Linked DNA regions of Mus musculus: region 2 is linked to region 1. The links are chromatin contacts, called in public HiChIP or PLAC-seq maps. All regions are on one chromosome and are shown on one strand. The core of a region is the stretch at or near the end of the contact, and the rest is flanking DNA. Distances in the headings are between cores, read along the strand shown. Region 1 holds the start of Fgf13 (fibroblast growth factor 13). Region 2 holds the start of Atp11c (ATPase, class VI, type 11C).

What was found. HiChIP or PLAC-seq counts read pairs in DNA pulled down with a chosen protein or histone mark.
Region 2: an H3K4me3 HiChIP or PLAC-seq map of forebrain shows a contact between it and region 1, with 9 times the contacts expected there. The contact joins the promoter of Atp11c here to the promoter of Fgf13 in region 1. A contact is called at or near these places in 5 of 39 promoter capture datasets (the C10 cell line, cranial neural crest, hippocampal neurons and 2 more), 1 of 484 Hi-C or Micro-C datasets (embryonic stem cells) and 1 of 115 datasets of contacts at active chromatin or transcription factors (forebrain).

Annotation. Positions count from the first base shown.
Region 1 is chrX:59,131,133-59,137,172 of GRCm38.p6, reverse strand. It overlaps Fgf13 (fibroblast growth factor 13), which reads left to right and starts at 2,737. Exons shown (of 5, transcript NM_010200.3): 1 at 2,737-3,296; 2 at 5,223-5,333. The coding sequence starts at 3,110.
Region 2 is chrX:60,401,782-60,407,821 of GRCm38.p6, reverse strand. Atp11c (ATPase, class VI, type 11C) reads left to right here and starts at 3,817. Exons shown (of 30, transcript NM_001037863.2): 1 at 3,817-4,017. The coding sequence starts at 3,991.

The sequences.
Region 1 (6,040 bases), core at 1,488-3,987:
GTGGAGGAAAGAGAGAGAAGAATGCATGTGGTCTACAGTCAGACAGAATACATTAAGTTAGAGACATCTTAATCCAGTCTCATCAATCTCACATCAGATATTTTCTCATAGAAATGAGAGAATGAGGTGGAGAATATAAAGAAGTAGAAGGAACTTTTGGATGCCAACAAGGACTATGTCTTATTTATTCTATTATCCCTGTTTGGGAATTAGCAAGATTGATGGGGGAAGGTTGATCAATGTGTAAGTAACAGTTAGGTGGGAGGAAAACGTTCCGATGTGCTATCGCACAGAAAGATGACTATACACAATAATGGACTGTATATTTCAAAACTTGAAGATTTTCATGGTAAATAGTATTTGACCAGGTGTTTTTAACATAAAACATTACACAATATACATGCTTTAAGAGACTGTGGTACTTCCGTTGTAAGTTTAATTTTTTTTTATATTTTATGCAATAGCTAAAAATAAAGTTTAGAGAAATAACTGAGAAGAAACGAATTTGAGCAGGAAAGGTATTTGCAAATACCCATGGACTCAAGTTGTCAGTGTTGGCCCAGTGGACCCATGTGCTCATGCCAGAGAGTTCAATTCGCAGTCAAAACACAAACAAGTTGATGGTACATAAGGACTAGGAGAGCAGATGATGTTTGCGTACTTGTACTTTGTAATGGTAATTGCCCCTCTTGGCTGTATATGCTCAAGTCTTCTTCTATGAGTCTGTTTACTGACAGTATCTAACCAAGAGAAGACAATAAATCCACAGGCACTCTAAAAATATTCCGGGGTTATTTAAGCAAATGGTAAATAGTTCTCCTGGAGAAATGGATGAAAAACTATGTAGGAAAGCCCTTTTCATTTCCTTGTAATATTTCCTAATCCTTTGCCAAGTCTGTTCCTTTTCTAAATAAAACCTTTGTCCTTGTTTAGCGTTTTCATATACTGGACCTGGAATTCCAAAAGCAATATGAGTTGAAGAACAGGGGCCCTTGAATAAGGTACCAGAGTAAATTCATTCCAAATCCCAAATATCTGGTCCTGGTCAAAGTTTCTTCTGATCTAGCTTACGATGAAATACTTCCCTTCCTAGTTCCTGAAATTTAACCAATTGTTCTTTCTGAGTGGAGACATCTCTTCTTCCATCTGGAATCAATACCAACCACGCATTCATCAATAATTTTCAATGGATTTTGACTGATGTTGTCTATATGACAAGGAAATGGGAATACAGTGAACAAGAGGAGCTCCAACTGTGCAGGCATTCCAGACACAGTGGGAGCAAACCAGGGGTCTTCGCTCCATGAATTAAGCTGATGTTTTCTTTGCTTTCTCAGAGACTCTGGATAAGTTAAGCATTGGTTTTGCATTTTAGTTTATTTTGAAATGACCTGGGAAAGAGGAGAGGGTCCAGTACAAAAAGCGTAGAGCCCTAGTAGAGCTTTCTATTTAGCCTTGGAGATTAAAACAAAACAGCAAAATAATAGCATCTAAAGGTACAGAGGTGGACGGACTAATGATCTCATTAATGCATTTACAAGGACTGAGAGAAAGAACCTATTAGTACAAATTAGCTAGTAAAAGGCCAAGCTGATTCCAGAATTGGGGGTTATAGATGAATCTTTTTGGTTTTGAGGAAGAAGTAAAAGAAGGAAGCAGGAAATGGGGGATGGAGCAGAGCTGAAATGAAGATCTGGGCTATGCTCTTTTCCCCCAATATTGCCCGTGGTACACGTCCAGGCTCACTGCGTGGCTCCCAAATGGCCAGATGAGGGGGCGACGAGGAGAAAAAAAAAACAAAACAAAAAAAAACAACGAGGCTTGGCCAGTACACTTCAGCACGAAAGGAAAAGTCAGCAGAAACCACTGGGTGGCAGCGTGGTGTGCTGGAGCAGCTCTGCAGTGCCTGCTGCTGCCGCTATAGTGGGGGCTGAACCCGTCTGTGTGCCCTGGCCTCCTCTCCTGAAGGGCTACAAGTGTCGCCATGCAAAATATCTCCGCAGGTCTCTGGTGGGATGTGGGCTATTACTGAGCCATGTGCAGGAGTCTGGGCAACTTCTGGGGTTCTGGCTGGGGCTAACTCTGAGTCCTGTACTCAATGCACACCCTCTTTCCTCTTCTCCCAGCCCCAAAGCCCAGCACAGCCCAGCTCCTGCAAGGCAACTATCTCACCCTAAGTGCCTCCTCCATCACTGTTTCTCCCTAAGCCTCTTTTAGGGAAAAGGAAAGAGGGCTTTGGGCAACGGGGCAGTGTCTTGATCTTCTACAGGTGTTCGTGGGAGCGGGGACTCTGCACCCGGGGGGTGGGGCGGTCGGGGGCGGCGGGCGGGCGGGAGCCAGTAGCTGGGTTCCGGGAGGGAGGGGCCGCCGAGACAGGGAGGGGGCCTCCGCCAGGCTGTCGCGCTCTTCTGGAGGGTGCCTGCAGCGACTGAATTCCTGTGCTGCGACGGTGCCGCGCCCAGAGCAGCAGCCACAGCGACGATGCCAGGCCATTACCTGTTTGATCCCTGCGGGAAAGCTGGCACCGGCCAACTTTTGCCGGTCTTCAGGCGGCGAAGTTGCAAGGACTAGTGGAAGCGCCGGAGGGGCCAGGGCGAGGGCGCGCTCCCCCGTGCGCTGCCTCCTCCCTCCTCGCGCCCGCCGCCCGCGCCCGCGGCCTCTCTCCCGCCCGCGCGCTCTCCCTCCGCCCGCCTCCCTCCTCCGGCCCCCTCCACGCGACACAGGGCGGGGGTGCCGCGAAACTCCGACCCGAGCCGCTTGGACTTGCACCGTGTCCTCGGGGCTCAGGGGCCGAGCGCACGCAGTCACAAGCGCAGCTCTCTGCCTGCCTCCTGCTAGTCTCGCCTGCCATCCCGGCCCGGGGCTGTGGCGTCGGTTCGGACCAAGGCTACCAGAACCCGCGCGGGAGCCCGAGCACCTTCGGAGGAGCTCAGAAGGCATGCTGAGCCCCCTCCGCGACTGAAGCCGGAGTGCCCAGAAGCCCCGGCCAAGCAAGCGCAGGCTAAGGAGACCCAGGCGGCCAAGGCGCGAGCAGCGCAGCAGCGGAGGAGCGAGAGGAGGCGAAGGCAGAGGGGCCCCCGAAGAAGTGGTGGTGGTGGGCGTCGTGGCCATGGCGGCGGCTATCGCCAGCTCGCTCATCCGGCAAAAGAGACAAGCCCGCGAGCGCGAGAAATCCAATGCCTGCAAGTGTGTCAGCAGCCCCAGCAAAGGCAAGACCAGCTGCGACAAAAACAAGTTAAACGTCTTTTCCCGGGTCAAACTCTTTGGCTCCAAGAAGAGGCGCAGAAGGAGACCAGGTCGGAAAGGGGCTTTGCCTTTTATCTTTGCCCTCTCTTACTTTGCGACTGTGAAGGGGGTTGGGGGCGGCATGGAAGCGTAGGTGAGTTTGGAGCCTAGCTTGTGCAGATGAGGCCCCCTAGCCGGTGTGCGTGCGTGGGAAGGCGATTGCTTTTTTTTTTTTTTTTCCTTGCCTCTGTAACAGTTAAACAGGCTTGCTGCAATGCAACTGCCCTGGGACAGGCACAGAGCCCAGGAGCATAGCTTGCCCTGGAGGTGCGCCCTCCTCTTCAGACCTGCCACATGCATGTATGGGTGTGCATGCCCCTGGGCTAAGGGAAGGCGTAACCCAGACAGGCTGTCCTGTAGGTTTGGAGATCGCAAGAGAGGAGCAGGGCTGACTTCATTGCCCATCCCTCCTGGAAAAGCCGGGGAACTCCTATCTTGCTTTCATCACTGCCAGCCAGACCCTTCCCCTCCAGGTTCCAGTCCCAAGGGCTATGAGTTTTCCACTGTTTAGGCATTCCATTTCTTTTCGGGACAGACGTGACTTGTGGGGCAGCTTTGAAGCGTTTGCTGGAGGGGGGGTGGTTGTGGTGGTGGCAATAATTCTAGAACCTTGCGTCAAAGATTTTAGTGACCTGGTCAGACTAGTAAAACTGATAACTTGACATTAAATACAAGACAAAAGACAGCACTTAAATCATCTTCAGGTTGTGGGTCCTTTTGGACCATTTCAGTGCTGAGTGGCAAGGTATTTCCGCGACAGAAGAAATTCCAAAAGCCTTAGGTGTCAGGTTGCGTCAAGGTAGACCTTGGGGGTGGGGGTGGGGGCAGGGAGGGGAGCAGGCAGTTTATTTACCTTTCTTGACCATATAAACCGTCCGCACCATTTTCTTGCCTTTTATTTGACAAGTATTACAGCAAACCAGACTTACTCATCCATCAGTTATTTCTCTGTGTGTTCTACACACCCTGGAATTTCCAAAAGCAGGCATACGTCTTCAGTTTGCACAAAGTTTGTAATGCATAAGCTGTGAATTAAATTTGTTTAAAAAAGCCATTACAACGTGTGATTATGTGACACCAATAAATATTATTTTAATGCAGGTGTCGGTATTCAATGAAAGCAAATAAATTAAATGCTTGATTAATCTATGGTGATTAATACTTGATGATCATTTTAATCAAGAACCTATGTTTTGAGTAATCATGTGTTTTATATTAAATTTGAAAATAAGTACGATTTTATTTTCCTTCCTCTTCATTAACAGAAACTGTTCTTTTCACATCCATTTTCCATAAGGAAAAAAAAATCTGATAGGGCTGGAGATGGCTGTTTTTTCTACCCACTCTTTATTATCTTATGTTGGGAGACTCAGTTTTGTAGCTAGAGGTCCTTTGATGGGATTCCAGGTTAGATAGATAGCCTTCTACAAATTGTGCTTATTCTTAAGGAAATTGTTGCTGGTGGGTTTGGCAACCGGTTGGCGAGCTACTCTACATTATTTTTGTATTTATTTTCCTTCCACATGAAAAGTAACACATTATTCAGAAGGCAGACTATACCATTTGCCAACTCATTCAGAATGTTTAACGAGGTGGAGTGCCACTAGATACAAAAGGGCCAGTGATCAGAAATAGTAGACAGTGTCAAAAGCTTTAGTGTATTACCAATGTTTTGAAATAGAAATCAAATGTTTTTTTCATATATTCTAATGTGTTTTTTCCTTAAATTTCTCATTTGTTTGCTTGTTTTCTTTCTTTCAGAGGACTCTTTCAAAATATAGTTTGATTTTTAACCCCCACTAAAATTTCTATGTTAAAGTAGAATTTTGAATCCTGAATCTCTTCCACTATATATATATATATATATATATATATATATATATATATATATATATATATATTATATCAATTGACCCAAACCATTGTTCTCTTTGCAGAGCCTCAGCTTAAGGGTATAGTTACCAAACTATACAGCCGACAAGGCTACCACTTGCAACTGCAGGCAGATGGAACCATTGATGGCACCAAAGACGAGGACAGCACTTACAGTAAGTGACTGCTAAATAAATAGTATGTACCAGCATATTGTTGACATTGGGTTCTTTTTATTTGTTTTTAATTCAAACAAACTTTGCCAAATCCTTATGTCAATGCAAAATATGATCATGTGACATAACCCTGTTTGCATAGGCTCACCGACAGGAAGTTGAACATGGAAACATCCAAAATACAAAGTTGAGCAAATAGTGTTGACACTATCTGAAGGATGATCCAAATGTCATCTCCATGGTAATCTAGATAGATTTATGGCTGTCCTTTGGATTTTATTACTTTTTCCCCCCAGAAAAATTTCTCACCCACACAGTGATCCTGAAATAGCATGCTATCTCCACTCTTAAAGATGAACCTCATCCCAAGAGGCAGGAGTGGTTTCATACCGCGATAATTCATTGTTACAAGCTTTTGCCCCTGCCACATTATACCAATAAGTCTGAGACTAATTGATATTTTAACATTGAGTTACTTGCATGGCTATGCAATGGGATTTCTTTAAACTAAACTGGAGACCATAATGTTGAATTAAGAAGGAAATGCATCAAAATGGAGTTTTATTTGCAATTACTGAAGCCCAGTGATCTGAAGGTGTTTGTTATACACCTTTGTCTACAAATATTTATTTAGAATAATTAAAACAAAATTACAAATAGTGCCCCCTTTCCTTCAATATTAATAATTGTTGTTTCTTTCAATTTAC
Region 2 (6,040 bases), core at 2,568-5,067, 1.3 Mb before region 1:
TCCTGAAGTCTCTGGAAGCTGTGGCTTCTGTTGCAGTCAACTGACACTCTGGAATTGTTGGCATTAGGCGTGGTGACTCATGCCTTAAATCCCAGCCCTCGGGAGGCAGAGGCAGTTGAATTTCTGAGTTCGAGGTCAGCCTGGTCTACAGAGTGAGTTCCAGGACAGCCAGGGATACACAGAGAAACCCTGTCTCGAAAAAGAAAAACAAACAAACAAAAACCAACCAAACAAACACAAAGAATAAGAAGGTGGACTTGTTGGCATTATGCACCATTACTTGCTATGACAGTTTCAGCAGGAGGAAGGTAGTTTCTGTAGCTGTCTTTATGGAATTGGCTGAATACAACTGTTAGCTGATGGTCTGCTTTTCATAGTCATCCACAACACCTAGGTTTTCTTTGGAAACTGTGAAGAGGCACTGAAAGAACAAAAATAATTTCTTCCTGTCTTAAAAAAAATCACAAAGGAGTGACTCTATGGGATGTTTGCATGAGCAACTCTAATTTCAGGTTGAGCTTGAGGTATGGAAAAATTGCTTTTGCATAAATCTCATGTTTTCGTAAGCGCAGTTTGATTGGTTTGGAATTGCATTTTTATAGTGAAGCAAATTATTCAGGACTCAGGAGTATAAGGCGTTGTGTTGAAATAAATTAGAATAACAGAAAGACAGTGGAATTCTAATAACAAATGAAATGTGAGCAACAATTTTTACTACGTCCCGATGGATCTTAAAATCACTGCTTTTAAAATGTGGTAAAATTTAAAAAAGTTTTTTTGAATGTCCATTTTAAAAAGTTTATCTGAATAAATCTATAAGTATATTTTCTTCCATCTGCTTAACAAAACTAGATATGGAAAAATTATTTACTAGTTAAAAACTTCCATCCCAAACTGTCTGAAATAGTTTTCCACTACTTATTTTATCAAAAAGTTTACATATTGTTGATAAAGATTCTATATTCCTTCCTGGATTGCTATCAAACTTGGGGGTTACAATCTATGATTCAAGGCAGATCTGGCCATCCATCCTCAAGGAGTCAATCAAAAGAGCCAAGTCGAAAGTGTAAAACAGTGGTCACATTGATAAAGGGCAAAGAAACCGAGCGGCAGCTCCTCCCCTACCTCTCCCCAAAGGACATGCGCAGAAAAACAGTCTCGGCAAAGTGTGCTCCCACCTAACACTGACCCAGTGCCACCATTGTCTGGACTTTCGTCTCATATTGTAAGATGGTCTGAGAAATTGTTAGAAACGTGTCAAATCTCTTCTCCGGACAAGTTCCCCTCTCTGGCAGGAAGCTTTTCCTTCACTAAGTGTGGGATTCCCTTGTAAATTCCCATTCCATTGGGATCTATTGTTTCAACAATGTGATATATAGTCAGACTGAGAGATCTGAGTGTCTCTTCAGAATATCTTCATTTTTGCTGGGCACATTACTGAGTGGCAATAACTTCCTTCAGTTCCCCATTCCAGTATTAAGAATAGTGTTCCTCACATAAAAGTTATTCAACAAATAATTAATAAATGAAATTAAGATAGTTTCTGTGTTCAATAAAAGTCAGGAAAAAAACCAACTTTACTTAAAAGCAATTCCTTGGAGTAGAGAGCACAAGTTTAGATCTGTGTTGTACGATTAAGTGTCCTAATATCCAATTACTACAAATGTAGGATTTCTTACAAATCGTTAGGCACACCTAAGTGTAAGGCAACGGAGAGTCATAGTAGGGAAAGTAGAAATGCTGGACTTTCCCTCTAGGCAGTTAGGACCTTTCAGGAACTAATTTCAATCTCTTGCATTTGCACTTTATTGTGCTTGGGCTCCTCCTTGACCACAGAAACAAGGTCAAACTTCATAGCTTGTTTCTATGGCTGCTTAGGGGTTTAGCTTTCATTTGTAATGCCCCGCCCACATGTGTCCTGGTTCCTGCCTTGACAGAGTGGCTGTGTTCTTTTTCGTAGGTTGCCCTGTACTTTTCAACTGACCTCTCCTTCTCTACCCAGGACTTTGTTCCCTGGGCTCCTCCAAAGCCTTCCCACATTCCTAGGCCTGGGTTAATCTCCTGCAGCTCTGTTTATAGGTCTCGCCCAGTGAAAATTGCATGGTTTTCAGGAGTTTCCCCGGATCCTTTGTAAAGACATTATCCTCTCCCCTGTTTCCTTTGACATTAGAAATCATTACATTCAAATGTGTAGGTTTTATGTGTTTGTAGTTTGTAACTTCACTTCGGCCTACTAGGGAGGTCTTTTAACACATTGCTGTTTCCAGTTTCTAGGAAACAAACAAACACACAAATAAAAAAAAAACACCCAAGTAAATGCTGAAATCAAACTATCCTTCAAGGGGTAAAATGTGGTAGTGCCCTAGCCGCCTCACAATAAAAGCCCTTCAGGAGTTCACATTAGGTCGAGGGAATAGCTGAGCCCAACCTTTCCAGGTTGTTGAGAGAACTCGCCTCTCCGTAGAGAAGAGCTCCCTTTACCTACTTCTTCAACATGTTTATAGAAGAATTTGAAAGTTCTCAGCTCACAGCCTAGGGCCGGGTCTCAGAAGGTAGTGGAAAAAAAGGGTGGGAGCAGAGAGAACTGTCCAGGTTCAAGGGAATACTTGACCAAGCTTTCATTTTTAAGTTTTAAACTTTTGTAAATGCAAATGTTAAGTTAGCAAGTTGAGGGCGTGCAAGATTTCTTGTGGCGTAAATGTTGAGTTCTGGGAAAGTCTTTCAGCATTCGGGGCTTTATGTAATTTATCCTCATCACATTTCCCACAGCTAAGAATCTACCCAGTGTTTCTGATTTCTGCACGCAGCTGGTAGGGAGAACCTCGGGCAGCTTCCCTCTGCAACCCTGTGAACTGACTGGAGCCGTGCATATGGGGGAGCTCCCAGCCCACAATATCAGTCCAAGCGAACCCTTGGACTACAACTCCCAGGGTGCCCCAGGAGCGTGGAAAAGGGCGGGCGATCAAGGAGAGGGTGGCAGGGAAATCCCGCCCCGCTGCGCAGCACCAACGACACAAAGCCCGACTTTACAACCTCCTAGAGAAAGTGGAAGTAAGCGGGCTTAGGTGGGGTAGTCAGACGACAGGGAACGCAAAGCCCCAAAGCCCCAACCCCAACTGCGAGGTGAAGACGGCTTAGGTGGGACCCAAGAGGGACGCCTGGAGGGGGCGGCTTTTGTAACTACTCCAGCCGCCCGCGCCGCGCCCGCCCGCCCGCGCCAGGGTCCCCTTAGTCCCCGGCTCGTCCCGAGTCGTCCCTCAGAGAGCGGCCACTCCCGGGCAGGAAGCGGGCACGCCTGGAAGCCTCGAGGCGGGCCGCACCGAGGCTCTCCTCAGCCAGAAGTGCTGGGCGGGCGAAAGCGCGGGGCCGAGGAAGGACTGCGAGCGAAGCGGCGCCAACGGACGAGTTAGGGCCGGGGTGAGGGAGACCGTGGCTCCTCACAGACCCCTGGGAGTCCTGCCAGGCGAGGCGCGGGGACGCCCGAGACGGGCGACCGCTGAAGCGGGCGAGTGGGGACTCGGCCGGGGGCTTAGCGGCAGGACGAGCGTGAGGCGCGGGGTGCCGAGGCGGGCGCTGACGGGGAGCCAGGCTGAGCAGCGGCCGGTCCGCCATCCCTCCCCCGCGCGCCGGGCTCGCTGCGAGGCGGGCTGCGGCGGGAGCGCGGGGCGGTGCTGGGGCCAGATAAGGGGAGCGACGGGGCCGCCGCCCCCGAGGCGGGCGGGCCGGGGCTGGGGGCGGGTCGCGGGGAGGGCGGGGCGGGGCGGGGCGGCGAGCGCGCGGGCGGGCGGGCGGTTGGGCGGCCGGGGGCGGGGGCGCGCAGAGGCGAGGAGGGCAGGCGGCAGGAGGGCAGGCGGCAGCGGGCTGGCGACAGGGCAGGCGAGCTAGCTGTCCGCTTTGCGCCGCGGGCCCACGCCGCAGTGTGTTTTGTGGACGGCGCCTTCCCAGACAGCCCAGCGGAGCCCAGCCTGGCACCCCGCAGCCTCGGACGCGATGTTCCGCCGGACCCTCAACCGTTTGGTGAGTACACTGGCCGCGGCTCCACGCGTACCCCGGTGGCCCGCTCGCTGGCCCCCCGCCGCTCCTTCGCAGTCTCTGGGCGAGGGGACGAGCGGGACGCGCCAGCCCCCTCCCCCGCCTCTGCGTTTTAGCGGAAACCCGGCGCCCCGGGTGGCCTGGGTGGGGAGGCAGGTGGGGCTCTCGGGCGTCCCACCCCTGCCCCGGGACATTTCAGCTGAGGTTCCCCGAGGCTCTGAGGAACTCTGCCTCCAGCCTGGGGAATCGCCTCGGAGTGACAGACGCGCGGAACTCGGGGCGGGGGGCTCCCCGGGGCGGGGGGCTCAGTTTCCCAATTAGTGGAAGATGGCGTTGAATTATCGGGGAGGAAGCTTTCTTTTGTTTCCTCTGCCACGAGCACGTGGAGGTAAACCTAGACCTGTCACTGTGGCCCAAAAGAAGAGCTAGGGGGCTGAGAGAAGCGGAGGCTAAACCAGGGCTCAGCCTCGCCCGGGCCATGGCCGATGACCAGAGACTGGGCAAACTTTGAGGACTCAGCCTCCAAGCTCACCTTGAGGGTGACAGAAAGAGCGAGGGCTGTGGGCACGATGGGCTGGGGCCAGCAGCGACGGCGGGAGCCTGTTCCAGCTTTACAGACCCTGGGGCTCAAGCCTCGCAGAGCAGCACCCTCTGCTCCAGGCTTGGAATCCACCCGGCAGCTGAACTCCTCCGACCACCTTCTCCACGCCTCTAAAGCCCCCCAGAAAAGGGAATTGTATTTCTGTGGGGAGTGTGGCACGGGATTGGGAGGGAGCGATTTCTGGCTGCTATTGACTTTTTGGATTAACCTGTTTACTCAGAGGGTATGTTAAGAACTGAGTAAAGTAGAGCAGTTTACTTAAAGGATGTTTGTAGCAACTCCCCTAATTTCCAGAAGAGGTGTCAGGGAATAGGATTTTATTTCTGCCACGGATATTAAAGAAAGCCATCATCCTAAAATTTTTATTTTTTTCCCTGTAGTTAAGGGGGAGAATGCAGAATGCTTCCCCATTCCGTCTTAGGATAGACTTAAGGACTTGACAATTTGGTAACTTTGTGGAGTCATTTCTAATTAAATCATTGCTGACATATTTTTCATAGGTCAGAACAATTTGCTGTCATTTCCCACCCCCCATATCTGAAACTTTCACAAATGTCCCCTGCTTAATCACACTTAAGGCATCCCCTTTTAGGATATCAGTATACTAATACTTTTTAGGTTTTGCCAGATGTCTGTTTCACTCAGAAACATGCAAAGGGAGGTGGAGGTAATTATTACCTGTGGCACTGAGCAGGAAACGGTGTGTACATGCAGGATCTCAAGAGCCATGGGCAGTGGATTGTGTTGGATGCTTTGCTGAAGCAAGTGACTAACATTTGTTCTCACATTTCGCCTGAGACTGTAAAAGAGCATTGTACCTCCTAGTTCTGTTTCACATAGGCTCTCGTGATTTGGAAGTGTTGTTTTGGGGCGATAAAAAGGGAAAGGCGACACGAAAGCTAATTGTAGTGCTCAGCAAAAGGGTAGCCTTTCCACATGACACTCATATGTTAGACACTAGCTGCTCTCTGGGTCATATTAAATTCATAAAGTAAAGATGCTGACATCCCATTTTTGAAGACTTTGGACATTTGGAATTAAACAAACGGTGTTGACCCAAAAGCACTTCCCATTTGGTGTTCTTTTGCTAAGAGTGCTCTGCATTGTATCTGTAAAAAGTAAGCAGTGCTGGCCCACAAAGCTAGGGCATGCAGTAGAATTTGCAGTGGCTGTTGAGGTGCCAGCCTGCTGATACTCTGCATCTCTCCCAAGATTTCTGCAGAGACTCACTTTTGCTCATGCTAAAGGGAGCTTTGACCTCATTGTTTCAACTAAGATGTCCAGCTGTTCACATTTTACTGCACAACCCTGACTGTGATAAGTCCTAGGAATTTGTTCCACTGTCATAAGCTAGAAGGTTCTTAGGAGTTTTGTCTGAGCCCTAGGCCTAGAGAAAGGAATTAAACT